Linked DNA regions of Cricetulus griseus: region 1 is linked to region 2. Evidence: chromatin contacts called from public Micro-C data. All regions are on one chromosome and are shown on one strand. The core of a region is the stretch at or near the end of the contact, and the rest is flanking DNA. Distances in the headings are between cores, read along the strand shown.

The links. Hi-C and Micro-C count contacts between places; a contact is called where the count stands out from the background.
Region 1: a Micro-C map of the CHO-K1 cell line shows a contact between it and region 2, with 2.2 times the contacts expected there. The contact joins two enhancer-like sites. A contact is called at or near these places in 3 of 8 Hi-C or Micro-C datasets (the CHO-K1 cell line and fibroblasts).

Annotation. Positions count from the first base shown.
Region 1 is chr8:29,606,482-29,611,342 of CriGri-PICRH-1.0, reverse strand. Syn2 (synapsin-2) reads left to right here. Exons shown (of 14, transcript XM_035448559.1): 3 at 2,625-2,682; 4 at 3,854-3,945. Among named protein-coding and RNA genes, the nearest start is that of Timp4, 15 kb to the right of the region's middle. Within about 2 kb of position 1,437, at least 1 of the 6 cell types and tissues checked has open chromatin away from gene starts, as enhancers often do. A contact at or near this core is called in the CHO-K1 cell line, where this site is marked.
Region 2 is chr8:29,465,676-29,471,031 of CriGri-PICRH-1.0, reverse strand. No RefSeq gene overlaps it. Among named protein-coding and RNA genes, the nearest start is that of Pparg, 66 kb to the right of the region's middle. Within about 2 kb of position 2,936, at least 2 of the 6 cell types and tissues checked have open chromatin away from gene starts, as enhancers often do. A contact at or near this core is called in the CHO-K1 cell line, where this site is marked.

The DNA of each region.
Region 1 (4,861 bases), core at 188-2,687, 140 kb before region 2:
AAGCTGATGAGAAACTTAGGAAGAAATTAGGGCAGAGGTGGGGGGTTGGACTTCAGTGATCCAACTCCAGGATGGCCCAGTGCCTCAGAGGAGCAATTTCAGGGTGGCCAGGGACTTGGATAGCACAAATGACAACTTCCTAGAACGGTCTGTTCCAGAATCCATAGAGCGAAAGGAAATAGCCTGGCCTCATCCTGAGTAAGTTGACAGGAACCAGGATAGGAAGTATTTGTAGTGGGACAAGTACTCATAGCATCACTAAGTCTCTTTTGAGTGGAAGAAGAAAAATGGAAAAAAAAATCAGTGCACATGGTCAGTCAGTTTCCATAGTGTGGGAGAGTGGGGGGAGCAGATCAGCAGAGGGAGATGGTGCGGTCTGGAATGGGGGCGCTGCACTCATTGTCCTTCGTGGCTGCACTGACCTTGCCAAATGACCTTGGAAATGTCATTTTTTTTCCTGTGAATCCTGAATTCCTTTGTTTTAAAGAATTTTATCCCTGTCTGGTCTGTCATTATGAGAATTAAACAAAAATATTCTTAGCATGCAGCTCCTAGACCGCAATGGCAAATGAAATACCAATTTATTCCTTTATTTTGAAGAGAGATTTAGAAAATCTCCAATGAAATAAGCCAGTTGGAAATGTAGAGCACTGAAAAAAGCAAGCATGATTTAGCCTGTAGGCACAGGTAACTAGGCTTTTTTTTTTTTTTTTTTTTTTTTATAAGCAGAGAACAAAGGCTAAATGAGCAGAGAAGAAAAATCCTACAGACAGAAGAAAAATTAGAGGCCAGGAGAGAAGGAATGTAAATATGTTGCAAAAATGTGATCTCCTCACACAGCTCTAATGCCTTAATGCATCAAGGTGAAGTTCCTCTCAACCCTTGTAGGTTGGGAAGACACTGAGCAGCATGACTCAGCTTGACTCATTTTCCTGAGTGTCTGTGACACAAGATAAGTTTTATGCTCAGTTGCAGTTGCTTGCCTTGGTTGTCAGCTTTCCTGGTGTGTGTATGAAGAAATCAAGAGTTAATAGTGATTTCTTTTTAGTTTTGATTCCAGCTTTTATTATTTTTGGAAAGATTCTTCTCATATGATACATCCTGACCACATTTTTCCCTCCCTCCACTCTTTCTAGCTCCCTCCCCTTCCCCTCACCCCCATTCCCTCCCATCTCCCATCAGAAAAGAGCAGGCCTCAGAGAGACAACAGCCAAATATGACAAAACAAGATACAGTAAGACAAGGCAAAGGCCCTCATACCGAAGCTGGGCAAGGCAACCCACCAGGAGGAAGAGTCACAAAAGCAGGCAGTCAGAGATACACCCACTCCCACAGTTAGCTGTTCCACAAAAACACCAAGCTAACAGTCATAGTATACATGCAGAGGACCTGGTGCAGCCCCGTGCAGGTCCTGTGCTTGCCACGTCAGTCTCTGTGAACCCATATGGACCCTGCTTTGTTGGTTCAGTAGCCCATGTTCTCCTGGTGTTCTCCCCCTCTGACTCATACAATCTTTGTGCCGCCTCATCCGAGGGATTTCCTGAGCTCCAAGGGGAGGGAAGCAATGGAGACCTCCAATTTAGACTCTCTTTCCACAAGTCTGGATGTGAGTCTCTGCATCAACTCCCATCTACTGCTAGAGGGAGCCTCCTTGATGACAACTGGACAAGGCACTGATCTATGAATATAGCAGGATACTATTAGGAATCATTTTACTGATATTTTTTTCTAGACCTATCATATTTGGTTCTACCCTAGGTCTCTGGGCTATCCAGTCTCCAGTTTCTGGTCATTCAGTGTCAGGAATGGGCTGGCTCCCTCTTGTGGATTGAGCCCCAAGTTAAATCAGACATTGGCTGAGCCACCATTTCCTCAACATATCTTGCAAGCAGGACAGACTGTAGGTTGAAGGTTTTGTGGCTGGGTTGGTGTCCATGTTTCTCTTTCAGTGGCCTGCAGAGTACCTTCCTACACCAAAGAGACTAGAACAGAGGGGTAGAGGCTCCATGGAGGCACCAACTCAACCTCTCCATATTTAATGAGATGTGTGGATGTTGTCCCTCCTCCTCCCTCCCCTGTCAGTTTGCATAAAACAATCCTCTGTCCTAACATTGGTCTGGGTTGTTTGGGGACCTCCATGGGACCCCTTCAGCCAACAACTCAACCAAATATAATTCAGTCCAATAGCAATTTCTTTAAATCCTAAAAGTCCACAGGTGAATGACAATTATACGTGGAGTAAAGCACAGGGTTAGAAAGAAGATAAGGAAACCCAAGAGGTATGTCAGATTAACATAGTCTTTACCAAGAACAACACAGAGAATTCCTGTTTCTGGACGAGAGAGAGAGAGAGAGAGAGAGAGAGAGAGAGAGAGAGAGTAATATGGGGGATTAAATCATAACAGGTTGAAAGTGAAAGGGAACTGTGAACTAGTTTGCAGGTGGGTAAACTGAACTAAAAGAAAGGACTTGCTTGAGACAGTAGCAAGTGAAGAGCCAAACCCAAGTTTCCCGACTCTCAGTCTGGGGGTTCATCTGCTATAGAACTCTTACTGGGGAGAGTACTTGTCTGAGTTCAAACACTTGCACAAAACTAATCTGTATGCCCTCCTCCCTTTCTCTAGGGCCAAGTGCTTTCGGGGCAAAAAAGTCCTTGGAGATTATGACATCAAGGTGGAACAGGTAATCAGCCCTCTATCATGTCAGAGTGAACAATCTAGTCCTGGCCAGTGGAGTGCAGTGTCCTCACTGGGCTCTCGACTCTGCACCTCCTGTTATTTGCTTAACTCAACAGTTCAGAAACAGTGTGGTTCTCCATGGTCTCTTGCAATGCAGGGTCCCCAAACCAAGAAGTCTTAAAGCAATATCTTCCTAGGATACTGGCCACACCTCCATGCTGTTGGTGGCAGTGTAATTCTGGTTGGGTACATGTCTTCTGTTCATTGTCTGCCTACTCTGACCCTGAGGCTGTACTTCAGAGGGCATCTAGAAAAGAATATCCCCTTGTTTTTATAGGGAGCTTGAAAGGCTGTTTGTTTGTTTTACTTCCTCTGCCTCTTGCTCCATGGTAATAGAAAATTAGGTCCTTTGTGGGGAGATGTCCTATTTAAATAACATGTTTTCTATGTAATGATAGAAGGTATTCCTTATTCATGTGCTAGGATTTACAGAAGACTATGATACTTTCCTGCCTATCATTACATTGATTAATTGATGGATTGATTGATGGATTGATTGATTGATTGATTGATTTTTGCAAAATGATCTCACTAGGTGGCCCTGGCTAGCCTGGAACTTGATATGCAGACTTAGAGAGATCAGCCTACCTCTGCCTCCAGAGTGCAAAGATTAAAGAGGTACATCATCATGCCCAGTTAATATTTCATTTTTAAAACAACTTGTTTGATATTCTGGATTGATTAAAAACAAAAACAAAAAAACCTACCCCTGTGTTGGAGACAGAGGAAATGGAAACCTGAGCAGGACAGGTACCTTGCTTGACATACTGTGTCAGGGACAGGGAGGAGGAAACCCAGTAGTCTAACCCAGAACCCGGTGCTTTCATGAAGAGACTGAGAAAGGAGATGCTTGTACTGGTCACATTCTGTCCCTGTAGAAAGGCTCAAAGGATGCTGCGCTGGGAGTCTCCTGAAAAGTCCAGAAAAGTCACCTAACTCAGGCAGTTTTCTCCTTGGGTAGGTGGGAATAGTGATCTCTACCAACTGACTCAACAGGTTTCCTAGAGTATTGGGTGAAATCTAATGGAAAATACGTAGAAATTAAATAAATGCTTGATGTTGTGGTGGCTGTTGTGTGGAGGACTGAGGCTCACTGCTGTACTGTTACTCTTCAGGCGGAATTTTCAGAGCTTAACCTGGTGGCCCATGCGGATGGAACCTACGCTGTGGACATGCAGGTGCTCCGGAATGGCACAAAGGTTGTCCGGTAAGGGCCTTTCTGTTCTTGGGGTTGCTGTCACCTCTGACTTGATGGGGGTGGTTTCAAAGTCAACTTGAGATAGTCCCACTGTGTGTTACAATCGTACTCCAGTGTCAGAGAAAACAACCTGAAGTTTCACAGAATCACTTAGAGGTAGTTGAATCCTGTTAGGACTTCTTCCTTCATTCAAGTCAACATGGGTTTGTGCTTCTGTCTTCTCAAATAGTTCCCCTGGAAAACTGGGTGCCTTTTAAAACACCTGACCATCCTATTTATGCCGATTTTCTTAGATTCACTCAGAGTTGGCAGCAAAGCCTTGTGCTAGATGTATGTCCTTTTGACACTCATCCTGTGGCCTCTCTTTATTCCTCATTACCAACAACTAATAGGTCTGACAGGAAAATCAAGTATTGGAATAGACATTTTGATGAAAGAAAATGACCAGGTACTGAGAATTTCCATGCCAGGTGGTGTCCTGGGCACCTAGGTGGTGGTTTCAAAGTCTGGGATATTGATATATGTGCACAGCAGTTCCTTCAGGGAGGGAGTAGGAATTCTAGATGAGAGAAATGGTTTCCATTCTCCCCAGGAACTTAATGTTGCTTTAGGTTTTCAGAAATAAGTCTTGTTACAGGAGGGGTCCTGGGCCTATACCACTCTCTTCCTCACCTCAATCACAGGACCCTGACACTTAGGAGGCTTGTGTCTAACAGGATCTGGGTCAGTGACAGGAAAGGCCAGACTGGGGGTGTCTGGGACCTAACATCAGGAAAGTGGGCTTGCCCTTTCTGGAATATGAGGGACAATGAAAGACAAACAGATGCCCGTTCAGGTGTGAAGTGAGCTTAGGGTGGTCCTACAGCAGGATAGACAGGCTTCTCCATCCATGGGTCAAATGTGTCAGGGAAATGCACACATAGGC
Region 2 (5,356 bases), core at 1,687-4,186:
AGTAAACTGTTCACCACTGAGCTACCTCCTTAGCACCCCATATCCTGTATAGAATGATCATTCCCTAATCTAGTTATTATAACTTTCATATTTATGAATTCATAAATTTCCTTATTACCATTTATGTTTGGCATTTTAAATGACAGAAAATGTCTTGTTGACCACTTAAAAATAAATTCTGAATATGAATGAGTGCAGTACACAAAGAAAATACATTTTGAAGGAATTTATGTGAAACCAAATAGAATTTCCCATACACAGTGCTGTGGAATATTGAGCGAACCTCAATGTAGGCATAACCAAAACTTTCAGATATGGCAAATGTTGCCAGTGTGTTTGTTGTATCCCACAAACTCCATCTTTACTAAATGATCATTGACTTTAGTAACCATATCTCTTTACATCAGGATCAAAACCTGTTTTCTGAAAACACAGTCACATAAATCTGGAGCTTGGGAGCTTGGGAGTTGACTACAAAGCTGCTTCTAGCATGGAGCACCTAAAGACCTGGTTCAGTCAGAGAAGAGAAAATGAAAGTGATTGGACATATAGCATATTGGCATCACCAGCCATACAACCCATTCCATATGTTGACTGTTTCTCAGAACGTTCTCTGGCCCTGACAAATATGTATAGGTGATTCGTTTGGTTTTGAAATGAATAAAAATATCGGCATGTACAGAGTATTCAAATTGCTCTTAATCTTCACCTAAATGAAACATAAGTGGAAGATAGACTTACTCTGATAAGTAGTCTTATACAGCCTGCCTTCTGTATCCCATTACATTTGCTTATTTCTTTTCATGTTTATGTTCCTGTCATACATTATTAGAGTATAGGAAATGTGTACCATAGTTCTTGTCATTCTTTTTACCAATCTGTACACTATAGACCTTCCTAGTTCTGGTCTGCAACAAGGGACAGGGCATCCTAATTCCTTTATATGTACTTTTCAACTTGATTTTTAAGAACAAGTACATGCCTTTCCAGTATCATTTATACATGATTCTTGATATTACTGCTCCCCAGATTTTTAGAAAAATCCCAGAATTTCTCTTTTTAATGTTAATTCACTCTGTGTAACATTTTTAGGACATGTGCAGTTAACGTCAGAAGAAACTCTCATTCTGCTCACTCTGATACTCTAGAGCAGGTAAAGTAAGACATGAAAAAGGGAAAAATGTTAATTATAGACCTCAACCTTCTCCATTGGCTCTTTTTGTTGTCCTGGTCAGAAGAACAGGTTTCATAATGGCCTAGGGGCCTGAGCACTGTTTTTACATTCCTGTTTTTAGACTTGCAACTGTGACAAATTCTGTTTAGTGCTACAACTGGGGAAAGTTTATAATAATGCACAGCATAAATGTTGCTGAACCATGTAATACTGCTTACCTTTTATACTTTGTGTCAGCGTAGATAAAACACCTTCAAATTTTGACCTATCCATTGACTTATAGTAGACAATTATTTTTCTAACAGGGTTTCTCTGTGTGGCCCTGGCTGTCTTGAAACTCATTCTGTCAACCATACTGGCCTCAAACTCAGAGATCTGCCTTCCTTTGCCTTCTGATGAGGAGATTAAAGGTGTGTGCCACCAAGCTCAGCTTTTAATAGATAATAATTTAATTGCTCAGCTATTTCATATGAACCACAAGCACTACTGTTATAGTTATTTAATAGTTAACTTTTTCAAGGAAGAGCTGTATTAATGAGCAACTTCAAAGTATAAGGCTGAGAAACTTATTTACATATAAAAACAAAACCAAAAAATGAGCCTCTCTCAAATATTGCCTTGTGAAACATCTCTGGACACCCAATTCTTCCTTGTAGGACTTCATCTGTAGATGTGGAATGAAGGTAGGAGTCTATTTGCTAACCCTGAATGCAGAGAGCATGCACCCTCTCCACCCTTGGGCAACCTGCCATTTTCCTCCTGATCTCACACCTGTTCAGCTGCTAGGGCAAATAAACACTGACTAGATACACGTAGACCCTTCTCTTCCCAAGAGGAGACCCTCAGGAAGGATAAAGAGACAAAGGGGGTTGAAATGCTCTCTCATTTAATTATCCAAACTTCTGTTTCATTTTAGTACTCTTTCATGTCTTGCTGCACACAAAGGAATTAAACACCTGTTTAGTAGGTTATCGTTGATATAGAGAAAGACACAGAGTATCCACCTAAGTCCTAAAGGGTACAGTTGAAATGGTTAACCAACAACCCACAGCAACATGATGTTTCAGGGCTAAAAATGAATGTGACTGAAATTCAAAGGAGAGAGCAGATAGCCAGGAAAAGGCCTGCAGAGAATAGTTCAGAAGTTCAAGAGGGTAGCCTTAAGAAAACCAATACAAAAATGTACAGAGAAAGAAACAACAAGCCGAATAGAGCAGGTCATTGCATAAAGAACATAGGCAGATCAGTGGTGGAGTCACTGCTTCACAAATGCAGGTTTTCTTTGGGGATGAAGATGCTTTGAAACTATATACAAGGAGACTTAGAGCTGCCTTTCTTTTCTTTTTTAATGCAGTACTGAGAATCAAACCCAGGCTCATGTGCATGCTAGACAAGCAGCTAACTGCCAAGCCACATGGCTAGTTCCTGGTTGCATGGCTTTTCCAGTGTTCTAGCCAGTGACCCTGGCCTGACCACTGCACATTGTGTACATGTATTGAAAGATTACACTGTACCGTACATTGTATACAATCATTATGTGTCAACTAAAAGCAAAATAGACAAGAATATACTAGACACCAATGTATTGTAAACTATGAAATGGATAATTTCATGTTTCCTCAAAAATTAATGTTCCTGGCTTGAGATAGTCAAAGAGAAAGAAAAAAAGAATCTCCAGGGAAGAAAACCAAGGCTGGAATAGTGACTCAGCACAGCCCCAGGGGACTCCACACAAACCAACTGGAGGTGGGGAATACAGAGATATGAGCAGTCAGAAATAGGGTTGGAAATGTAGATCTTTCAGACTGATGGTAAATGGTCTGGAATGCAGATGGAGGAGTAGGGGTTTTATCTTAGCAGTGTGGAGATTCCAGATCTCAAGAAGAAGTTGGAGATGATTTAGCCCGAAGATTAACTGGCAGCTGTGTGCAGAGAAAGCCATCAGGAAGCTGTTAACAAAATCTGGACTTAATGTGTGGCACACCTGTGGGAATGAAGACAAAGGCCCACCTGGGCCATGCTCTGAAGCAAAGGCAGAGTCTACACACTGACCTGGAGCAAGGGAGGACAGCTTTGGGGTGACATTGTCATAGGATTCAAGATTATGACCTTTCATAAAAGTATCCACAGTATATTGCAAAGAGAATGCCTTTCACCCTCGTATTAGCTCCATACTGTCTTGAAGAATAAACTATTCTGTGGACTTGTCATAGATTTTAGGGTATCCTCTCTGTGTATCATTTTATATGTTGGACACAGAGGCTATAACAGTTGGCATGACAGAGCTGGTTCCTTTCTTTATAGAACTGTCACATAGTCTTTATTTATCAAAGGATAGCCAGACATTTAGGAAAGCCATAGTTCAGCTCAGTATAAAGAATTGTAATAACTATAGCTATCCAGCAGTGGGAAAGGCTGCTGAGTAAGCGGAAAATGCTTTGTCATTAGAGTCCAAATGAGTCTCTTCTAAGATGGCTTCCCCAACACACTTCCTTTTAATTAGCTACTTTGCAACATTAACATATGCTAAGTTTTTAGCTTTTTCATCAGTACTTGTAAATAAGTTTATGTGAATATATGTGCAAATTCAATTTTTAAATGTGTCCTACACTTAGTTCTGAAACTGGATTTGTGTGTGTGTGTGTGTGTGTGTGTGTGTGTGTGTGTGTGTGTGTGTGTTGCTGGGAACTGAAACCAGTCTCTTCTATGTGCCAAGCACATGCTATACCAATGAGCCACACACCCCTACACTCTGTAGTTCTCCAATTCTTTTTAAAGAAACTATTATTTTCCAATGCTTTCTCAGCCGTTTATTTATTTCCAATTTTAATATTTATAGTAAGTTCCTCTTTCACGTGATGTTTTTCACAAGTAATGCAAATTTCTGCAGAAGTGAGTTACGTAAATCTAAGTCAAGCTGCTGACCTTTAAGTCATTTGTTTTTCACTTCTGTGATGTAATGACATGATTGAACAAAACTTGATGTGACTACCCATTTGAGGATATCTGTGGGGTGCCATTTTTTGTTTTAAAAAATTAGTTCTTTGAGAATTACATACGTGTTTTGGTCACATTCACTCTCCTCACTTCTCAGATCCACTTCTCCTTTGCTGACCACTCAACTTTGTGTCCTTGTTTTATTTTTACCTATCAAATCCAGTTTGTGTGGCCTGTGTACTGTTGAATGTGTGGCTGTATACTGTTGAATGTGTGGCTTTCCACTAGATCATGGTAGAGCTACCAGGGACTACACTCTTAATAGAAACTGACTCTTCCTTTCCCAGAAGCTACCAGTTTCCAATAGGTTCTTAACTAGGAGTGGGGCGTGGTACCTACCTCCCTTTTCCATGCTGCAGTGGGATGCTGTTTTGATGTGGGAAAAATAGATAGCTTTTATTATTCAGCCTATTTGATTTATCCATTACATCAAATTGTTCCTTTCAATGTCTAGTACCTAGATGTAATACTTACTGATGAGTTGCATTTTATAACATTGTAACTTTTTAGACTTTTATAAATAGGAGTAATATCCTCAGTTTGCTTTTTGAGAAATGCTATAATGTTCTAACCCAGATGAGGGACATTCTTTTCATAGGGATTATTTTAGTGCTTATAATGTCAGGTGAAGAAAAAGGTTGTCTGCAGAAGAAAAAATGTATTTCATTTCATTTCTAGTAAAATACATGTTAAAAGTTGACACCCCCCCCTTATGGTGTGTGAGTAAAACAGATAATGCTTTTCACCAAAATGTATATAAAATTTTGACATGTGCCTAGGACATTATCTGATAGATAATAGGCACTCAAATAGTTATTGAATATTTTGTAGTTTGTGAAGTGATAGTAGATCAAACATCTCAAGTGGAAAATTAGTGTCTAAATAGGCATAGTAGTAATTAGGGAAGAGTTTAAGCTTTGAAAAAAAGTTAAGACACTTTCCTTAAGGTGACATTTAGATGTAATTACCAATATGAAAGTTTGGGTTAAATAGTTTTGGTGGTATCTTAATGTCTATGAAGTATTTAAAATGCCAATGGTAACCAATCCTGATGGTTAAATTAGAAGTGAGTAGCTGAATCTGAGCATGCACGTTATTACTGCTGAATGGCAGCCAGAACCTCCGAGTCTCTCCTCTCTTCTGTCCCCTTCCCTCATGCCCTTTTCCTTCCCTTGTTTTCTCCCT